2 separate regions of the Anser cygnoides genome follow, and region 2 is linked to region 1. Evidence: chromatin contacts called from public Hi-C data. All regions are on one chromosome and are shown on one strand. Each heading gives the region's core, a stretch centred on a gene start, on an enhancer-like site or on the middle of the called end of the contact. The rest is flanking DNA. Distances are from core to core; before and after follow the strand shown.

Region 1 (2,528 bases), core at 19-2,518:
TCAGCAGTTGTCTTCGTGAATTTAATAAAAGTACCACTACCACTTACTGGCAATTTTCAAAACGACTCCTCGGAGAAGCCATGCAAACCACCTCGTTTGTAAATCCCTTATAATTATTAAAACACGCTAACGTCCTGAATTAACACAGCGAGCAGCAACTCCAGTGCTGCCAGACTGAGATGCGGTGGAGATGAAGGACACTGCATTCCTACTTAAACATTTCAAGCTGCCCGAGAAACTTTTCAGCAATACTCATTTTTATTGCTCGGAACCACAAGACATCTCACTTGCAGCCCTCTGTAATCTCGGCATTGCAAACAGCAGCTCTCAAATACATAAGGAATAAAACTTACCAGACCTCTTTACACTGATCCCTTCCCAACTGCACTTCCAGCACTGGCGCGAGCAGCCCAGCCTGTGCCACCACCGGGAGCCCTCTGCATTTAAGCACCTATCTATCCGGGGAGCGATTTCAGTTTTTCCTACCCAAACGCTCGCTTAAAGGTTCACAGGATTTATAGCACGGGATGCGATTCGGGGGGCAGTTTTTTGAGCTGCTTCACCTTTGCTCCTGCTGTACCCGACAACATCGGCTACTCTCCCCCAACACCTTCTGCGCCGCGTGTTTACGCCTGTTTTTATCAACACCCCCCCCCCCCCGGGTTTTCTCCCCGAGGACCACACACACCGAGATGCATAACCGAGCGGAAAAAGTTGGGCTTTGGTCGCTGCCGGTCTTTTTTGGGGGGAGGAAAAAAGGCGCTGCCCGCCGCTCCGTCCCCGCGGCGGGGGAGCCCCCCGGGGCAGCCCCCTGCCCGCTCGCCGCCCGGCCGCTACTCACCGGCCGCTCACAAACTTCCCCCGACTCGCCCCTCCGCCGCCGCCGCCGCCGCCCGCCCCGCCTCGGGCGCCATCGGCCCCACCGGGGCACGGCGGCGCCGGCGGGCACGGCGCTGCCTCGGCCGGGCCGGTGCCGACTCGCGGGGAGGGAGCGGAGCCGCTCGCAGCCGCGCCGAGCGCCGCCGCCCTCGTCCTTCCCCCCCCCCCCCCCTCCCCGGAGGGCGGGCGGGCAAAGCGGAGCCGCCCCTCACCGCCGCCGGGCCGGGACTCACTTTGCTGCCCCCCCTGCGCCTGCCCTCAGCGGCTTCTTCCTCTTCCTCCTCCTCCTCCTCCTCCTCCTCGTCTTCCCCCTGCCATGGCCGCGGCAGCCCGCCGGCCGTCAGCCGCGGGGGGGACGAGGCGAGGGAGCGGGGCCGGCGGCGGGCGAGGGGGGCATGGCCACGGGGAGGGGCCGGCGGCGGGGCCCCGGCAGCGGCGATGGCCGCCGGGGCGGTGAGGGGAGGCGAGGCGAGGCGAGGAGCGGGGCCGTGCGGCTCCGTCTAGGGGAGGAGGCGGCACACTGCAGCGCGTCCTGACGGAGGGCACGGCGGGAGGGTGGAAGGGGAGCCCGGACCGCTGGCACCACCGCCACCACCACTGCTGCCGCCGGTGCCACCACAGCCACCGCAGCCACCTCAGGGTGCCCCGCGACCTGAACCCGGCCGCCTCCCGGGTTTGGGCTGGGGAAGGCGGCAAACCCCTCAGGCACCCCTCAGTGCTCCCTGAGGGGTGCCTCAGTGCCTTCCTCCACCCATCGTGACACAGGACGGGAGCTGTAGGGACATCGTAGCTCGCCCTTGTTCCCTGCTGTGGTGCGATGGCCACGAACGCTTGCGTCTCCACATGGAAGTTGTTGGGTTACAGGGGCCAGGTGTGGTGCTGTTCGTGGCAGCCCACGCTGCCCAAATCAGCACTGCCCTTGTTCTTGCACTGGTGCTCATGTGTCTGATACTGCTTGGCTTTGGGGAGCTGGTGTGTCTCAAAATCTGACCTGCAAATAAGAAGTGTGCCCAGGTGGCCAAAAAGGCCAACAGCATCCTGGCTTGGATCAGGAATAGTGCAGCCAGCAGGACCAGGGAGGTGATCGTCCCCCTGTACTCTGCTCTGGTGAGGCCGCACCTCGAGTGCTGTGTTCAATTTTGGGTCCCTCAGTACAAGAAGGACATCAAGGCCCTGGAGGGTGTCCAGAGAAGGGCTACGAAGCTGGTGAAAGGCCTGGAACACAAGTCCTGTGAGGAGCAGCTGAGGGAACTGGGGTTGTTTAGTCTGGAGAAGAGGAGGCTCAGGGGAGACCTTGTTGCTCTCTACAACTGCCTGAAAGGAAGCTGTGGGGAGCTGGGGGTCGGCCTCTTCTCGCAGATAACTAGTGATAGGACTAGAGGGAATGGCCTCAAGTTGCACCAGAGGAGGTTCAGGTTGGAAATTAGGAGACATTTCTTCTCAGAAAGAGCAGTCAGGCATTGGAACGGGTTGCACAGGGAAGTGGTGGGGTCTCTGAGGGTGCTTAAGGAAAGGTTGGACATGGTACCTAGGGACATGGTTTAGTGGGTGACCTTGGTGGTAGGGGGATGGTTGGACCAGGTGATCTTGGAGGTCTTTTCCAACCTTTATGATTCTATGATAAGTGATCAGTCCTCAGGCAAGCTCTC
Region 2 (2,528 bases), core at 18-2,517, 160 kb before region 1:
TCTCTCACCGTTGTTTTTTAAGTATTGCTTCTGATGGTTTCGGAGGTTTCATTTTTGTTTTGTGTAACAGTGAAACCTCTATTTATAACTGGAAAACCCTGAGAAACTCTGATTTTTTCACAGCACACCTCAGCTGAATGTGATAGTTACCCAGTAGATCGCCTCACCGTTTTCCTGACCTCTACCCACCCTTCTTTAGGGTAGGCACCCGACATTCCCGTGCTTTATTACTCACTCCTTGGGGACCCTCTGGGCACGTACAACACTGTAGGCGGACCAAAGTGACTGGCACCCGGGTAGCCCCCAGAAGCAAATCCCACTGCCCCAAATGATTTCACAGAGCCCTTACCACGAGGTGGAGGTAAGGGCCCCTGCGCCTCACCGGCCCTGCCTGTCCCCCCAGAAGCCCCACAGCCGGTTGGCAGCCTGTGCCCCGAGTCTGAGTGAGGTCCTTTGGGGGGACTCAAGTCATAACCAAGAGAGGACACTGGTAGCTTCTCCCCCAGCCCCCGCTGCCTTGCCTTGCCCCACGTCCCCTCACGGCTGCCTGCAGCTTTTCCCTCAGTGGGCTGAGGTGAGGAGCATGGCGGCCTGTGGCCCTGGGGCAGGAGGCCGGCTCTGGGAGCAGGGTTGCTTCCACCCCCCTCGGCCTTGATGTGCCCGGGGGAGTGGGGCAAGGGGGTGCCTTTGCCATGACAGCACCCCAAGGGCAGTGACTCTGCCCCTCTGCTTCCCCCACAAAATAAACAGAACTTGAACACCTCAGCAGAGCACCTGTCAAGGCCCTGATTTCGCTGCCTGTGCAGTGCATGAGTTATCTCATCAAATGGCTCCTGACATCAACATTAATGTTAGGTGAGGGGGGATTTCATGTCTGAATATTCCTTTGAACAGAGGTGAATAGACTTCGTATGGGAGCAGGTCTGTGAGTGACAGAGAGATCGATTGATTCCCATTATCTCCAGTTTCTAAGTATTTATACTGTGCCTGTAGCTATGGTTACCAAGCAGTGATACTGTCCGTGTGGATCACTCCTTTCACTGAGGTAAATGACCACAAAGGGCTTCTGGGTAAGGTTTCCATGATAGCCATGTTAGTGGAGAACCATGACACAGGGCCTGTGGAGGTCGGGCTGGAGCTCATTACAGCAGTCAGGACATTACCTGCTCTGTAGGAAGGCTGCTATTTGGGGGCGTGGTGTGTAGGTGCTGCTGCAGTGCTCGTAGGGATGGAACTGCTGCTTTGGGTAGGCTGGGAAACTGAAGAATCTGCTTACAAATGAGACGGAGCAAGTTACTCTTTTATTTATTTATTTATTTGTTTGCTTCTCTGATGGAAATTGATAACAAATCCAGTTAGGATTACCCTGTCCTAGCATGTTTTCTATTCTGACAAGTGTTTTTTGTTTGTTTGTTTGTTTGTTTGAAAGTAGACACATAGGAATGAAAGAAACCCACCGGGTTACTGAAGACCATCCCTGTGAAATCAAGAGGCAACCAAGCCCTGTAGTTACACAGGAAAACTAAACAACTCCCCCTCCAGCTTCTTCTCACCTTATTAGGTACAAAATGTTTATTTTCCAGGCTAATGTTCAGTTGATGACTGAGACACACCAACATCTCTATAATTCCTCTAGGAGCATCTGTATATTCTGCTTTGTATCCTGCCTTACCATGGAAACAAACTCTGCTGAGGCAGTGGGAACTCTTCAGCAGGGGGGCTCATATCAGTAAATGTTGTAATTGTAGAACAGGCTCAATAGCTAGAGACCTTTACTGAAAATGTCATAGGAAAACATTAACTATCTTGTCATTAAAATGATCACAACTAGGTTTCAGGGTTAGTAGTGCTGGGTGACTATTTGTCTTCACAGAATAATTTAGTTTGGAAGGGACTTCTAGATCTTGTCTGGTTCAAACCGCTTCTCCAAGCAGGGCCAGCTTCAAAGCCAGACGGAGTTGCTCATGACTTATCAAGTTCAGTTTGGAATATCTTCAAGGAGAAGATTATTTTATGATTTAAGCTTCTTGAAGGTGAATTGTTTTAGAAGCTTGGACTTAGGCAGAAGTAATTGTTAATTTATTTAATTGACTTCGATTTTTTCAGCATCACGCTATAAAATTAAGTACCGATATACATTTGCATACCAGAATAAGTGGACTTGCTCTCAGAAATGCTAAATAATTCTCAGGTGGTATGGTTTTATTTGTATCAGAGAAGAAAGACATTACATCTTCAGTGCCTGTTGATGCTGTCCTCAAGACCAGAACTGCTTGTCTGTGTAGATCAGAAGCTCTGGGAGCGTGCAGGATCCTTTATGTCTGAGCATGTCTAGAGAAATAACAACCTACCAGTCATGGTCACAAGCACTATTTGTAGGCAACAACATGATCATAGTGTCTGAGGGTTGCTGTCCACTGGGATATAGAAACGGCCAAAGTGATGAAAATCAAATTTTGCATAGAAGATCTGCGGCTGAGGTAGATATAAAAGGGTAAAGTGCTGTGCCCTCATGGTCATAGCCTAGA

Evidence for each region. Hi-C and Micro-C count contacts between places; a contact is called where the count stands out from the background.
Region 2: a Hi-C map of liver shows a contact between it and region 1, with 2.3 times the contacts expected there. The contact joins the promoter of CCDC152 here to the promoter of GHR in region 1. A contact is called at or near these places in 3 of 7 Hi-C or Micro-C datasets (granulosa cells and liver).

What each region holds. Positions count from the first base shown.
Region 1 is chrZ:68,978,558-68,981,085 of Taihu_goose_T2T_genome, reverse strand. It overlaps GHR (growth hormone receptor), which reads right to left and starts at 1,268. Exons shown (of 10, transcript XM_066988782.1): 1 at 1,113-1,268.
Region 2 is chrZ:69,133,819-69,136,346 of Taihu_goose_T2T_genome, reverse strand. It overlaps CCDC152 (coiled-coil domain containing 152), which reads right to left and starts at 1,267. Exons shown (of 9, transcript XM_013181722.3): 1 at 1,164-1,267. It overlaps LOC106036356 (a long non-coding RNA gene), which reads left to right and starts at 1,319. Exons shown (of 3, transcript XR_001207250.3): 1 at 1,319-1,561.